Regions from separate parts of the Mus musculus genome. Here regions 1, 2 and 3 are each linked to region 4. The links are chromatin contacts, called in public HiChIP or PLAC-seq and promoter capture Hi-C maps. All regions are on one chromosome and are shown on one strand. Each heading gives the region's core, a stretch centred on a gene start, on an enhancer-like site or on the middle of the called end of the contact. The rest is flanking DNA. Distances are from core to core; before and after follow the strand shown.

The links. Promoter capture Hi-C pulls out the DNA fragments that hold promoters and counts their contacts. HiChIP or PLAC-seq counts read pairs in DNA pulled down with a chosen protein or histone mark.
Region 1: a contact with region 4 is called in an H3K27ac HiChIP or PLAC-seq map of embryonic stem cells, with 6 times the contacts expected there. The contact joins the promoter of Mybbp1a here to the promoter of Gltpd2 in region 4. A contact is called at or near these places in 1 of 39 promoter capture datasets (embryonic stem cells) and 1 of 115 datasets of contacts at active chromatin or transcription factors (embryonic stem cells).
Region 2: a contact with region 4 is called in a promoter capture Hi-C map of liver, with 4 times the contacts expected there. The contact joins the promoter of Vamp2 here to the promoter of Gltpd2 in region 4. A contact is called at or near these places in 1 of 39 promoter capture datasets (liver) and 1 of 9 other capture datasets (pancreatic islet).
Region 3: a promoter capture Hi-C map of liver shows a contact between it and region 4, with 4 times the contacts expected there. The contact joins the promoter of Chd3 here to the promoter of Gltpd2 in region 4. A contact is called at or near these places in 2 of 39 promoter capture datasets (both in liver).

The regions. Positions count from the first base shown.
Region 1 is chr11:72,439,383-72,443,511 of GRCm38.p6, reverse strand. It overlaps Mybbp1a (MYB binding protein (P160) 1a), which reads right to left and starts at 2,185. Exons shown (of 26, transcript NM_016776.3): 1 at 1,937-2,185; 2 at 1,739-1,834; 3 at 1,029-1,112; 4 at 868-942; 5 at 659-766; 6 at 1-36. The coding sequence starts at 2,128.
Region 2 is chr11:69,086,852-69,090,622 of GRCm38.p6, reverse strand. It overlaps Vamp2 (vesicle-associated membrane protein 2), which reads right to left and starts at 2,095. Exons shown (of 5, transcript NM_009497.3): 1 at 1,996-2,095; 2 at 1,397-1,517; 3 at 734-892; 4 at 596-647. The coding sequence starts at 1,997.
Region 3 is chr11:69,368,096-69,372,056 of GRCm38.p6, reverse strand. Chd3 (chromodomain helicase DNA binding protein 3) reads left to right here and starts at 2,631. Exons shown (of 40, transcript NM_146019.4): 1 at 2,631-2,921. The coding sequence starts at 2,666. Gm32483 (a long non-coding RNA gene) reads right to left here and starts at 3,067. Exons shown (of 2, transcript XR_003949707.1): 1 at 2,979-3,067; 2 at 1-1,319.
Region 4 is chr11:70,516,902-70,520,834 of GRCm38.p6, reverse strand. Gltpd2 (glycolipid transfer protein domain containing 2) reads right to left here and starts at 1,626. Exons shown (of 3, transcript NM_146020.1): 1 at 1,357-1,626; 2 at 952-1,118; 3 at 99-864. The coding sequence starts at 1,617. The coding sequence ends at 327.

The sequences.
Region 1 (4,129 bases), core at 936-3,435, 1.9 Mb before region 4:
CTTTGGCAGGATCTCCTGGAACATGGACTCTGGGACCTGGAGTGGGGGCACAGGTGGAAAGGGTGGGTCTTGTTCTACCCATGGGCTTCGGATACACCACTAGTCAGTCAACTTGCCAAGCAGCAGACCCCAGCACTGTATTGATGACTAACTGGCCTGGGGTCTATATTCAAAACTATACCTCTTTTTGTTTTGTAAGAGGGCTAGCCGGTGTCATATACACAGAGCCCTATGTGGGGAGCTGCAACTTAAATTCTGGTCTGTCTCCATTTGTGCCAAAAGGACAAATCAGGGACAAGACAGTGGCAAATGACTCTAGATACAAACAGACCCAGGCTTGACCAAACCAACTATGGCAAATGTACTCAGATTGCCTTCTACATACTCAGGCATTGACAAGCACTGTTCCAGACCCACACTAGCCACACAAAGGCCACCAGAGAGGGTTATGGAGTATCTGAACTGCCTAACTGAGTGGACATGTGCTGAGACCCTGAAAGACAAGGCAGATTTAAGATAGTTGGTGAGAGAGGAATAACAAACAAACAAACAACCTCCTCATACCAGTTGCATGGTCAAACCATCTGTCCTCATCATGTTCCTACCCAAATCTTTTCAACGTTTCCCAAATCAGACGGCATGACTTGTGATTCTCTACCTCAGAGAGGATGTCCACCAGAGCCTTTATTGGCTGTCCCTGTAAGTGGTTGGGGTGTTGGGACAGGATCTTCAGCAATTGCACGGACTTCATCAGGGCCTCTTTGTCCTGGTATCCACAGAGAGCAAAAGGTGAAGAGCAGGGTCTGTTACCATCTGTTCCCCTCCAGCCCTAAACCAGTCCCTGCGCCCCGTGCCAAAAGCTCTTACCTTCACTAGGCGGCCTGACTGAAAGAGGGCTAGCACTCCAAAAAGGTTTGCAAAGAGACTAGGTCTCATCATTGCCTAGAAAAAGATTGAAAACACAGGTGAAGAGGGTCCCTCCCCATAGCTGTTCAGGAGCAGGTTGTCTGTCTGGGAATCTCACGCACCTTGTTCATGGCTTGTAGGCTGTATTTTTCTTGTATCTGATCCAGGATGTCACACAATGGGATGTCTTCAAAAGACTGCAACAGCTACCAGGCAAGACCAGAAAGAGCTCAGGAGTGGCCCAGGGACAACAAACCAGACCAAGTCCATTTCCCTCCTTCAGCTTTCCCCAATATAATCTCCGTGCTCCTCCCATCCCTCACAAGCGCTACTGCTTTCAAGGGACCACATCTTACATGGCTAAGCCCCACCTCCATCAAGGCTTCAGAAGGCCTAGGCTGCTTCTGTACCTCTTGGGAAAACCCATCCCATCCAAAGATCCTGTTCTGAGTTGCCTTGAGGCTGGTTAGTCTTCATTGCTTTTTGCTGTACAAATTTCTACGTGGTCTGTCATCAGTTGCCTTCCTAACCTGGAGGCGGCTCCCCAACCTTGCAGAAATCAACCTCAAAGTTCACTACTTCCAGTAACTGTAGCTAATACTCTGTAGCTGATAAACGTGTATCAGAAAGAAAACGTGTTCAACTCTTCCACCTGCCTGGACTTTGCTGTACATAGGCCATGTTTTGGCACTTCCTCCCACCCAAGTAAGGATGCCTGTATCCCCTCTGAAGCATCTCGGATTTCTTCTTACCCCGCAGCTTCGGTGCCCCCTACCCTTAGACGCCACCTTTGCCCAGCGAGATCGTGCCCTTGCCAGACACACAGTCTCACCTGTGCCAGCGCCAGGCTGTAGCAGGGCCTAGCGGCTTCTCGGCCCACCCCAAGCCCAGTGATTAGGCGCTTCAGGGCATATTTCATCTCCGAATCCTACGGAACCAAGAACATCCCTCGTGTTCAACAGTGATCTGAAGGGCCCACCCCTCCCCCTTGCATCCAGAGCCACGATGGGCCTGGGCCCCTCCATCATACATTGGGCCTTGTGCGCAAGTACTCCAACAACTTCTCCGTGGCCCGGAGCCGCGTTTCCTGATCCGGTTTCGCAATGTCCCAGAAGAAGTCCAAGAACTCGCGGCTGTGCTCCAGCAGGCTGTGGCGGTCGCTTTGCGCCGCTTCTGCGGGAGTCGCAGGCTCAGCTTTCGTGGGGCTCTTCATCTCCGCCATGCTGAGCCAAACACGTGGGCTCAGAAGACAGTCACTTCCAGGTCAGGTCTCGGCGCCTGCGCACTGGGACGTCCGAGTGAGGGCGGGGCCTAGCAGGTTGGAAGTGGCTTCCGTACGGCCTTGCCTTTCCCTTGTGGCTGTGGGTGGAGCAGAGTGTTCTCACACGCGCGTGTGCTCAGAAACTGATGCTTCGATCTCTTCCTTTAACCTGGAGGAGTTCCTGACGACCGGAGGTGCAAACAAATCCACGAAAAAGCCGTAGTATGATCTCTTCCCAGACCCGGGTCTGCTCGCGATCTAGTCCGAGACATCCGCTATTATTCCGCTTTTATTGTGTGCATCCGAACAAAGCCGCGGCTTCTGTGGACTTCCTTTCTAGTGGGAAGAGATGGTTGATGAACGAGTAGACAAATACATTTTAAATGATAGTTATGAGGAAAATAAGGAATGTAGGGAGCAGAGGGAGCCTTTTAAATGTTAAAAAACGTGAAAACATCGCCTGTTAAAAATTAAAGGGAGGGGCTGGAGAGATGGCTCATCGGTTAAGAGCTCTGACTACTCTTCCAGAGGTCCTGAGTTCAGTTCCCAGCAACCACATGGTGGCTCACAACCATCTGTAATGGGATCCAATCCACTCTTCTGGTGTGTCTGAAGACAGATACAGTGTATTCATAAAAATAAACAGCCGGGAGGTGGTGGCACACGCCTTTAATCCCAGCACTTGGGAGGCAGAGACAGGCGGATTTCTGAGTTTGAGGCCAGCCTGGTCTACAAAGTGAGTTCCAGGACAGCCAAGACTATACAGAGAAACCCTGTCTCGAAAAACCAAAAAAAAAAAAAAAACAAAAAACAAAAAAAAAAATAAAATAAAATAAACAACATTTTCTTAAAAAAAAAAAATTAAAGGGAAGCCGGGCATGGTGGTGCACACCTTTGATCCCAGCACTTGGGAGGCAGAGGCAGGTGGATTTCTGAGTTCAAGGCCAGCCTGGTCTACAAAGTGAGTTCCAGGGCAGCCAGGGCTACACAGAGAAACCCTGTCTCGAAAAACCAAACCAAACCAAAACAAAACAAAACAAAAAAAACCAAAAAACCCAAAACCACACACACACACAAAAACAAAACCAAAAAAAAAATTAAAGGGAAAATTCTATAGATTCTAAGATTCTATTTAAGAGACCATGACAAGACTGACATGTGAGCTGACAGCTGAGGGACAAGATGGGCTCTATTGTCCCCAGGGCAAAAATCTAAGAGCAGGCCAAGGACATTTCTTCTACAGAGGCCACTCATCTCTTACGGGAATGAGGTCAGTAAGGTGAGGAGGAGGACTCAGGTGCCAGGAGCAAGGTTATATAGAACCCAGGGCCAGGCTCAAGGGTTCAGAATTTCTTCAGAGAGTGCAGGGAGGATTTACATCTGATTTACAGTTTTAAAAGGTCAACTGTTAGCTGAGAGCAGCCACAGCCCGTGGCTGTGAGTACCGAGGCAGTGAATTATGCTGGAGTAAGGCCTTGGCTAACCTATGGCAAATGTCAACGTAGGCGATGACCTGGGCCAAAGGAGATGATTTGCTAGAAAGGACACCAGGCTAAAAGCTAAAATCGTTGAATAGATGGTGGAATCATTGCGCCTAGCAATGTTTTGTCTGAGAGAGAAGTGGAGATGGTACAATTAAGAGCTCTGCTAGCTTGGGTTTGGGGATATGGTATGGAAATAGAACACCAGCCAAGCACATCAGTGCTCTAAATTTGATCCCCAAGCCAACAAAACAAAACAATTAGCTGACTGTGTTGGTGATCCTGTAATCCCAGTGCCTGGGCCAGACTGGATTACACAGGGAGACTCTGCCTTAAAAAACAAAATTATAGAGACAAGGGATATGGCGTGTTAGTGAAAAGCACTTACTAAACCGGGCGCGGTGGTGCACGCCTTTAATCCCAGCACTCGGGAGGCAGAGGCAGGCAGATTTCTGAGTTTGAGGCCAGCCTGGTCTACAGA
Region 2 (3,771 bases), core at 846-3,345, 1.4 Mb after region 4:
AGGGAGAGGGGGAGAAAGGAGGACGAGGAGAGGGGGAGAAAGAGAAAGAAAGCAGTGTGTCAGGCCTGGCCCTGTTCCAAGCCTCCCCACTCCCCCACTGGCTGACATCCCTTCCCTCTCAGCCTCAGTTTCTTCAAAGGGACTTGGCAAGTGGGTATTGAGGTCCCTTAAACTCCACGGCTGGACAAAGGGGCATAAAACCTTTAATGCACTGGGTATGTGACGGTAGCTTTCAAACAGTGGAGTAAGTGGTATCCTGGTGGTTGGTGTTCGAGACCTCACCCTTTCCTGTCTCCTACTCCCGTTTTAGAATCCCCAGATGGAGCTTTTAGGCTCAAAGGGTTCCTAGACGAACACCAGGACCCCACCCGGTATTCCTAGTCCCAAAATCTTAACCGGATTGACCCATAACCAGGGAAAGCAGGGCTATACAACACTCAAGTTTTGGGCTCTAAATGAGTCAGAACTGCCAATAGCAGCAAAGTGTGTTTTGGTTGCAGAGTAAAAACTAGGTTAGTGACCTTCAAAGCCCAGGCTCCCCAGGGAAAGCCTCTACCTCCCCAGGGGAGGGGCCCTGGCCTCTGGCCCCACTCACCGATGATGATGATGAGGATGATGGCGCAGATCACTCCCAAGATGATCATCATCTAAGAGTGAGAGGGAGGTGAATGACACAGTGACACCCTACTTCCCCACTGCCCCTCCCAACCTGTCCCCATCTCCTCCCCTTTACCTTGAGGTTTTTCCACCAGTATTTGCGCTTGAGCTTGGCTGCACTTGTTTCAAACTGGGAGGCCCCTGCCTGGAGGGCATCTGCACGGTCATCCAGCTCCGACAACTTCTGGTCCCGCTCCAGGACCTTGTCCACATTCACCCTCATGATGTCCACCACCTGAGGGAGGGGTCCACGAGGCAGGGGGGTGTGCCAAGGCATGCCTCAAGGAGGGCACTTCTTGAACATGTGCCCATCGTGGCACAAGTGGAACATGCACCCCGATGTTTCCAGGCTAACATGCCAAGGACATACACAGAACATGCCTAGCACACCTAGGGGACATGCAAGGAGCACACATCAGGGTCATGCCGCTACCATAGCGCTCAGATGTCTCAGCAACACCCTCTATCTATAGGGCCTGGATCCGCCTATCACCAGAGCACACCTGCCCCAGCTGGCACACCCCAGGCTAGCTCAACTGATTCATCCTGCAGCCCTTCCAAGTGCATGCTAACAGGGAGACAGAAAGGGGATGAGGCAGGTCTCCGACCAAACCCACAAGCATAAACTGTCTTTACCTTCAACCCAAGATGGGCTCCCACACCTATTTGCCAGCCCATCATCTTGCATCTTTGACATACATAGACATAGACACAGACACAGACACACACACACACTCACCTCATCCACCTGGGCCTGGGTCTGCTGCAGTCTCCTGTTACTAGTAAGGTTTGGAGGAGGTGCAGGGGGGCCACCCTCGCCGGCCGGGGCGGCAGGCGGGACGGTGGCAGCGGTAGCCGACCTAAGGAAGAGAAACGGATTAAGACTCGAGGCCTGAAGCCTCTGGCCCTACGGCCGGGGCTCCACCCATCCACCTGTCCATCCACAGTCCCTCCAGTCCTCTCTTGCGCGAGAAGGCCACCCGATGGGAGACAGTCACTCTAAGGTTGAGCTGCGTGACCTTGAGAGACCCTCCTCATGCCTCAATTTCCCCTCTGGTTAAATGAGGGCGACCTCGTAGATGCTGCCCGGGGTCGACCCGAAATGACTGACGGCCATAGTGACAGGGGCGGGGCGGAGGGTGGACGCTGGGTCTGCTCCCTCCGGCAGCCATCGCCCGTGCCAGACCGCCAGGGACCCGGTTCCCGGCATCCGCCCGCAGTCATGGGCACCAGCCTGGCCCGCGGCGGGACCCCCGTGTTTCCCGGTCCACTCCTTGGGGTGGCGGCCCGCAAGGGGCAGAACATCCGCGGGTGGCGAGTGGCAGGCGGCTGACTTACATGGCGGGGGTAGCGGGCAGTGGACTTGGCAGAGGCAGTGACGGCGACGGCGGCGGCGGCGGCTCGCGCTGGCTCCGACTGGCGCTGGCTACCCGGGACTGGAAGATGGCGGCCGCACGTCACCCGCATCCGGGTACTGCGGCGTGGGCGGGGCGCGGCAGGCGACACGTCGCAAGCGGACCGCGGGGGCGGGGCGCTGCAGGGCCGGGGGTCGCCTAGTTGGGTCTGGCTGTGGGGCCAGCTCGCCAACCCACTGCCGCCCCCAAGGCACCTGCCTCTTTTGGCACCCACAACCGAAATCCATACAGCCCCACCCCCCAATACATCCTCCCTTATCTTTGAAGAGGATACACCGGTCCTTATGCCATATAGCCCAACGTCTCATCCTACGACCTGGTCCCAACACCTGGTCTATGGGTTGAGGGTGAAAAAATGAGAAGCGACCAAGGCAGGCGCCAGAGCAATACTGATAACTGGAATTCTGACGCTGGAGTGGAGGGGAATCGTGAGGACTAATCTCACCCATCACCCTGCAAGTGAATGTCTCAAGGGAGGACTGAGGCTTCTGATTTCCTAGCTGGGTCAGGGCAAAAGGAGTAACAGAAGCATACACACACACACACACACACACACACACACACACACAGAGAGAGAGAGAGAGAGAGAGAGAGAGAGAGAGAGAGAGAGAGAGAGAGAAACTGCCCATCCTTACAGATGAAGTTCTCACCAGGTGTACTACTTGGCAGGTAAAGCCCAAGCAGGCCCCAAAAAGATTAGACAAGCTAGAGACTCCAGGAAGGGCCCAGACTGTCTGGTGATACCACAGGCTGGATCCCGTCTGGGGTCAACTGCCCCCCTCAGCTTTGACTCTAGCATAGAGCCTGGGCTGAAAAGAGACAGTAGACAAGGGTGGCACCTGAAGTACTTTGGTTATAGGCACAACTTTACATGTGGACTAATCCCACACACGTGACCTTGACAGAACCAGCTGCCTCTCCCTGCACCTTAAACACTAAGCATATCATGTATGGAGACACTCAATATTTGTCAAATGGCTTGATCTAGATAACACAATAGGATATTCTCTTAGGCCTGGTCCATTCCTGATTGCTCCATTTTAAGTACACTAAACAGCCAAGGCAGCTGTACACACTCCCATCCTGCATCTAGGGAGAGAAAGAACCGGGGAGCAGCTGTCTATTTAGTAAGCCTCCAGGGTGAAGGAGGCATTTTAGGGGAGGACCTACTGATGTGGGAGTACTCATTACATCCCTGAGAGAGCCTTATTCTCAGAGACAGGCAGGGTCTGGCTTTCCTCCTCCTCCCACTCCCGGGCTTCCCAGGGCCTCCTGTGCTGCAGTGCCCAACCCCCTCCCAGCAGAAGCCCCAGGACAAGTTCTGTCATCTGAGGTGTGAGTTCCCAGCTGTCTGGGGGAGGTGAAAGAGCAGGGGAGGGCGTACTGGGTGCAGAATTCGCTCTGGGCTGCCTCCAGCTTCCAGGAGCAACCATTAGCCTGGTCTTTGTGAGGCTGGGCTCCTGAAAAAGAGGAGTTTTGGTGGTGGTGGAAGGGGCTGTTCAGATCAGCTGTGAGGCTCTTGTTTGCTGTCCCTGAGACCACTCTACTTTTCAATCAGAGAACAAAGATGCTCAGCTACATCATTTCACGTTCAAATCCCCTAGTGTCTGGATAGGAAACATCATGGAGAGTGGGGAACGAGAAACTGTGAGCAGACAACCCCCCCCCCACACACACACACACGCAACACACACAACAC
Region 3 (3,961 bases), core at 1,382-3,881, 1.1 Mb after region 4:
GAGGTCACAGGAAAAGCGGGAGCAGATGCAGACAGGCTGGGGGCGGTGTGGGGGGAGATGGAAAGTGTGGGAGAGGGAGCTGGGCAGATTAACAGGTGCTCTGTTAGAGACAAGGATTACAGGCCTGCACAGGGAGGCGACCGACCACCATCAGCCACCTACACCTGCAGACTGTGACACGTGTGGCCGGCAGGCAGAGGTGCCTGGCACAGGAGAGGACACAAGAGACTGTTGCCACATGCTGTGCAATGTGGCGCGCACACAAGTGGAGACACTCTTAGTGTCAGGATGATGCACGTTCGCATCCTCGGGCCAGGAAGAGGGGGAGCCAGGCACACTCAAGAAGAGCCATCCGTATTCACAGACGGGAAGGGAGAAAGTGAACAGAGGACAGAGATGTCCGTCACTTAGAAATGATGAGGCCCTTGGGGTCAAAGGTGTCAGCAAAAGTGTCACGGAGGGGTTGAGTGCACTTACAGAGGAGCCCACACATAGAAAGAGGGGGTACCCATCCAGACTGGCAGTGAAATCGAGAGAGGACAGAACCAAATAATATGGGTGCATAGGCAAGATAATTCCACAGTTAAAAAGAAAGACAGACAGACAGAAACCAATGCTTAACCAACTAAAGTGTAGTGGGGGTGGGGTGGGGGACTGGACCATCAAGAAGAAACATCTTAGCATTGTAAACAATATTCTGGAGACTATTCCTTTGTTACAAGTCCTTCCCTGGCTGTTGCCCACCTTCCCCTCAGGGTCCCCATGAATGCTGGGAGCCTCAGGGGGCAGTGGAGAAATGGTTTCCCCAGGCCATGGATGGGGAGCAACAAAGACAGATCAAAAGAATGGGAGGAAACTGGAGGGAAGAAAAGAGCCAAGAACAAAAAAGAAGGTGGAGCCAGGCTATCTGCCCTTCTTGCTTGGCTTCTTGGCAAGTTTTATTCCAGTAGAGCCGGCTCTGTCAATTCTCTGTAGGAAAAACTTACTTCTGGGCTCCAGCTCAGCTGCTCATCTGATCCCTGCTACAACTTTAAGATAAACACTGGGATCCAGTCTGAAAGGACAGGTCAGCCGGTTCAGTGAAAAGGCCTGAGTGTTCGCCCTACCTCGTTCCTCTCTTCTCAGTTGCTTTCCTCTCCCCGTGCCTCAGTTTCTTCTACTTTATCAGTGTCGAAGGTCATGGAGGAAGAGGCGTTCGATGACACAGGAGAAAAGAATTTCACAATCTTCAGATCCGACCCTCTCCTCTTTCTCCTAAAAATCTGACCTAGTCACCACCAAATTAATTTCTCAAGTCAGACGATTTTACAAGCAAGCCACTGGAGGAGAGGAAGGGAAAGAGTAGAGATAAAATTGACAACATTCACAGAACACTGAGGGCTGGGCAAAGGAGAGAATCAAACATGGACTCCTTGGAAAAAAAACTCAATCATCTATTCATATCTCTCCCCCCAAAGTCACTAGGATTTCTGTCACTTTTTTTTTAAGGAGAAAAAAAAAAAAAGCCAGTACCATTTCTCATTTAAAAGCTACGTACACAATTAAATGCATTTTGACTTCAATGAGGTATGTAGAGAGTTATATATAAACATATATTTCATCTTTTTCCTTTTCAATGCCTGAAGGAAAAAAAAAAAAAACCTTCACATCAAACCACTCCCTTCTGAAGTATTCAGAAAAAAAAAAAAAAAGCTTTTCTTTAGAGAAGGGAGGTGGGGGGAGGAAGAAGACTAGTAAAGAAAAGAAAAATTCAATCTAGTTGGACTAGTATCTAACTAGTTAACCTTTAACAATTTATGCTGATGTCAGACTGAGCATGAGTACTGATTAATACCCCCCCAAATATTTTTATAAGGGGGGGAGTTAAGTCACAGCAGCCATTTTTGTTTTATGCAGAAATCCTTCATGCCCCCCAACACACACACACACACACACACACACACACACTCTCTCTCTCTCTCTCTCTCTCTCTCTCTCTCAATACACAAGGAAAATGTATTAATCTGTGCACTAATCAGTTATGAAAAAAGGGAGAAATTTGTGGGTTTCTGAGTAGAAGCTTGGAGATTGGATGTAACAGGGAGAATGGGGGTGTATGAAAAATGAAATATTAAGCCAGCCATTTTGTTTTAAAAGGGGATTTTACCCCCCTCTCTCTTTCTTTATAGAGGGGGGTGGCAGTGCTGGAGGGGGGGTTGTTTTAAAAATAATTTCAAGGCGGCCATCTTAGTGCCTCAGCTCTGAGAAATATTTCTGAGCGCCCCCCTCAGAATTTAAATATATTTAAAGCAACCGAGGGGGGTAGAGAGAAGTCGAAAACTTTTATATACATATATATAATTTTTTTTTTTTAAACGATCTCCCTTTCTTGTTCTCTTGGGAGGAAAGACAGAAGGGGGAAAAAGTCCTTAAATTTTTCCAAGAACATTTTTGGGGGTGGTGCGGCCCCCCTCCTCAGACGCCGGCCCCGGGGGTGGGTGTTCTGGAGGGGGGTGGCCCGGGGGTTTGGGGGGCTGGGGGAGGCGGTGAGGAGGAGGAGGAGGAGGACGCCGCCGCCGAGGAGGAGGAGGAGGAGGAGGAGGAGGAGGAGGAGGTGGTGGTGGTAGCGGTGGGGGAGGCGGGCGGGCGGTGGGTGGGGGGGTGGTGGGGGGGCCAGAGCCACAGGATGGCTTCCCCTCTGAGGGACGAGGAGGAGGAGGAGGAGGAGATGGTGGTGTCGGAGGAGGAAGAAGAGGAGGAAGAAGAGGGCGACGAGGAGGAGGAGGAGGTGGAGGCGGCCGACGAGGACGATGAGGAGGAGGACGAAGAGGGAGTACTCGGGCGCGGGCCGGGCCACGACCGGAGCCGCGACCGCCACAGCCCCCCCAGCTGCCACCTCTTCCCGCCGCCGCCGCCGCCGCTGCCGCCGCCCCCGCCACCAGGTAAGCGTCCGTCCGACTCCCCGGGGCCCGAGCGGAGCCGCGGGGCCCGGCACCTACGGTTCGGCCGAGCCGAGGAGAGTCCCGGGCGCCTGGCGGGTCTAGACGGGCCCGGCAGTCCGGGCGGCGGCGGCCTTGGGGCCAGGCCTCCTCCCCTCCCCCGCCGCACCCCTCCTCCGCCGCTACCGCGGCCGCCGCCACCGCCGCCGCCGCCGCCGCCGCCGCGCCCGGGCTGGAGAGCGCAGGGAGCGAGCTGCGCGCGCGGACCGGGCCACTTGGTCGCGGCTTTCGGGGGAGGAGATTTATTTTTTTCACCCTCGGCGGGGAGGGGGTAGGCAGGAAACGGCCGTAGCGAAGCCAGGGCCCCCCTCCCAGGCCGAGCGAGGGACCGCGGAGACCCCGGCGACCGGACGGCGGCGTGGGGGGAGGGGCGCGTGGGGGAGGGGCGGCCGCGTGAGCGCCCCTTGGGCCGGGCCCCGGTGGGGTCGGACTGAAGCCGAGTGGGTTCGGGGTGTGGAGCTGACTGCCACCCGACGCCCTCCGCTGGGGACTTGGGCAAGCAGAGGTGGGACAGTGGCCCGCGGACCAGCCCCTCCACCTGCAGGGACTTCGGTGCCCGCCAACTTAGGGGTGTGCGGTGGCACGCGTGGGAGGGGGCGTGCGAATGTTTGTAGCGGCTGATGACCAGAGGCAGGTGGTGGCCACACTCCACGCAGACCACTTCCTGGAGTAAGACTTGGACATACCGTCCACTCCCCCCTAGCTGGCCGCCGAGGTCTCGGGTCACCTCAGATTTGAAGAGAGACAGGAGAATGTCTGGGGAGCCAGATGCCCCCGGCCCCACCCTCGTCATCTCTGCCCCGGGCTCTTTTGTGTCAAGTGCAGCCCCCATCCCCCCCTCGTGACCCCGTCAGTCTGGGGTGGCCGAACTGCCCAGCTGTGACTCTCACGTGGCTGCCATTCACTGTCACTCTCTTGATGAAACCACCCACACACCCTGACCACGTTGGGGGGCGTGAACTGCCCACCCAGCTGCTCTGTCC
Region 4 (3,933 bases), core at 377-2,876:
TGAGTCCTTCAGATGCAAAGAGCAGGGATAACAGGTCTTCCCACACCCTCCCCCAGCCCTTAAGCTAGCTCTCCAGTTATCATACATAACGCCGGATGTCGACAGCTACTAAAGCATTCTTTATTCTTCATTGCTTCTTCCAGCTTCCAGAGGCTGAAGATGAGAGGATCTCACACATCACTGAGACTGCCCTGCTGGGGGTGGGCCTTAACTGTGGTGACTTCACTAAAGAGGACCGCTAGCTACTCTCAGGCCGCCGGTAACCCTGAGTATGTACATCCCTTCCCAGAAATGCCTTTCTGGTCGGTCTCTTGATGCCGCGGCCATCAAGCCAGCTGGAGCAGGCCGTGGCCGGCCAGCAGGCCCTGGGTACGATTGTACACATCCTCCAGGACGCCGGCGGCCCGGGCCAGAGCAACCCGCGCGTCCGCCTCTCCTGTTCCGGGACACGCCAGCTGGAGCAGGCGACCGCGACTCGGGAGGGCCAAGATCGCCAGGCGAGCGGCCTGACGGATAAGCCATGGATGGTGCGGGGCCAGGGCGGTGCTGTAGGCTTCCCCGCACTGCGTGCCCGCATCTGGACCTCCAAGCGTCCCTGTCGCCACCCTGTGGAGGCAGAGCTGGGACCAGCGCAGCGCGCGATGCAACAAAAGTAGCGTTCGAGAGCCCGAGGACCCGGCTGAATGCCCAGGTTCGGTTCCCGGGCGCTGTAGCAATCCTGCTCCCCGCTCCCATGTGATCATAGTCATCAGCGATGTGTAGTGTGAAGCATTGGGGCCGTGCACACGAGCCTCGAGGTCGGTCACCTTGTTGAAGGCCTCGCTGGTGGCAAAGGCGAAGACAGTGCCAAGGGGAGTTAGGAACCTGTTTGGTGGTGGAAGTGGGGAGATGACTTGCGAAACCACAGAATCATTTGGAGGAAGATGGGCTTGGGGAAGGGAGACCACTCACCTAAGTAGTTCTCTCCATCCTGCCAGATACTGAGACAACGCCACATCCCCTTCAGGGCTCATACAGGCCAGGAAGGGGCTCACCATGCGACCCAGCGCCCCATGAGGCCCTAGACAGGGAAGCTCTTCCTTCTCTGGGACCACTAGGGGTCTGGCCGCTGGGCCAGTCTGGGAGATAGATATAAGAGATACATGAAAAGTTCCTAGCCTGCTAGGCCTACTTAGCCACTGTTGGGCCCTGAAGAATGTCCCTCAGGTTTAGCTGGGGTTCCTCCTGGTTATTCTTGACATCTGAAGGGGGGAGGGAACAGAGAGGGAGGAGCCTCCTTTCATTCGATTCTCAGTCTGGTTCCCCTGTTTCTTTGTTGCAGAGTCCCCAGACTCTGGCCTTAAAACTCAAACATACCTGGGAAGGTAGCGGTCTCTCTGGATTGCAGGACTGCACCCCTGCCGGGAAACTAAGCAGGGAGCCGAGGACTGGAGAAGGAGAAGGGAGTTTGAGTCCCCGCAGGCCGGACTGCTGGGTTCTCTGAGCTGGTAAGGGGAAGGGCCACTCATAGAAGAACCATATACTGATGTAAAGAAGTAACAGCGTTAAGATAGCGAAGGGAATTGCATGGCGGAACCAGCGTCCCAGGGCTGGGGACAGTGAGACCCCCATGACCATCGCTGGTGCACCTCACCTAGCTAGTTGGTGGCCTTTCCCTTCCCGTGGTGTCCAGAGGTGCAGAGAGTTAATAATTAATCTATTAAGGACCCCTCCCTTGTGTCCTTTGCCCTAGAGGTCAGATCCTAGGGTGAGAGACATAATGACGATTTGGGGGACATAATATGTGACCTGTCTCTGCATTGCCTTTACCTGTGGGGCTAGCTTGTCGTAAGAGGCAGCGTCTTGTGGGTTCTCCTTAAATCTGGACACGAATCCACTGTAAGCTGCAGATAATGGGCCTTTGTAAATCTCATGTGAGGATCAATTGATAACGCATGTGAAAGCATTCCAAGTGGAAAGCTGACCACAGTTGCCCAATACGTCTTACTTGTTAAGGCTCGAGGATGGGGCTTTAGGCTCTCTCTCTCTCTTTTTTTTTTTTTTACATTCTTGCCGAGAGGTCTGGAAACCTTGGGAATAAAAATTTCAATTCCCCAGGAAGCTTACTGGGCTTCTCTGAAGGAGCCACTGACAAAGAACCTTTAGCCAATGATGGCCTGAGTTAGGGAGGATAAGGCTGTAGCTGAGTCTGCTTGTGAGACTCCTGGCTGAAGAAGATAACAAAGCCAGAACTGAGCTGGCTTCCAAAAATCTTCAGGGTCTCACCAATTATAATAGAACTAACCTAGCACCTAATGAAAATGGTACTAATGTTACTGCTTTGACCCTTACCAATCATATTAGAGGTTACCTAGTCCTTCTGGGAAATTCCCCTAGACCTGCCTAAAAGGATGTCTTGCAAGCCCCTCAAGTCATTGCCATTTTGTTGTGACCCCTGCATGCTGGTAATTTCTGCAGAATAGACGCTCTTTGCCTTTGCACACTATTTGAGTCTGGGGCCTTCCATCAGTGATTCTTGGACATTATAATTTAATTTTTTGAGCTTCACTTTAGCGTTTCATTCATTAAATCAGTCATTACTTTCCTATGGCAGGCCCTACACTAGACCCCCAGAATACAAAAGTATTTTCATAGCTGGGCACAGTAGCTCAGGTCTTCATGTAACCTTAGGTATTTGGGAGGCTGAGATAGGAATATCAAAAGTTCAAGGCCAGCCTGGATAACTTATCTAGACTCTGTCTTAACATGCTTTATAAAAAGGGACACTCCAACTCTAGTGATAATGTTTAGGCCCAGCATCTGACATACCATTGTAGGTTTCCCTGTAATACAGACTCTAACAAGAAATGGCTATCCAGAACCCCTGTTAATCTTTATTCCAAGAAACTTAGAAAAGCACCCAAATCCACACATGGTGCGTGCCCAGGCAGACTTTGAGGAGTTTGTGCTCTGAGAACTAAAGTCCTAGGGAACCTGCCTAAAACAACAACAACAATGGGTGACCCCACCTGTGCTAAATATGCCCATGACAGGATCTGGCATTCTTTCCTTATTGAGGAGCAGAAAACCAGTGTGTAAGTGTTGACAGCACAAATACAGAGTCAGAAAACGAAGTAAACATTAAGCTTTTTAAAATAATAAAAATCAAATCAAGCCTTGTTCTGTGAACAACATTAAAAATCGTTTAAAAAATTTTTTTTAAAGTATAAAATGGGTTAGGGATATAGTTCAGTGGTAGTGTCTTCCTGGAATGTGCAAGACTCTAGGTGCAGTCCCCAGTACTGTGTGTGTGTGTGTGTGTCTGTGTGTCTGTGTGTCTGTGTGTCTGTGTGTGCACAGCTCAAGCTTCACTGGGGAGAGAGGAGAACCTTCTGGCTTCCTCACTGGAATGTGAGCTTTGGTGACAACAGGCACTCTGTACGTTGAAGACTGGATCCATGGCTTTCTGACTTTTTAAGGGGGCCAGGGAAGCACCTCTAGTGCTGGGTTGTAGACATCATCGACCCCCCCCCTTTCCCTTCCCCTTTTTATTTTTTATTTATTTTTTATTTTTTTTTTTAAAGATTTATTTATTTATTATATGTAAGTACACTGTAGCTGTCTTCAGACACTCCAGAAGAGGGCGTCAGATCTTGTTACAGATGGTTGTGAGCCACCATGTGGTTGCTGGGATTTGAACTCTGGACCTTCGGAAGAGCAGTCGGGTGCTCTTACCCACTGAGCCATCTCACCAGCCCCCCCCCCCCCTTTTTTATTTTTGAGACAGGATTTAAACTGTTCAGGTTGATTCGTTTTATTAATTTATTAATTTACTTGTTTGAGACAGTCTCTTTACATAGGCCTGGTTCATTTTATTTATTTACTTACTTGTTTGTTGAGACATATCCCCAACTATCCTGAAACTCACCACATAGATCTGGCTGGTCTCAGACT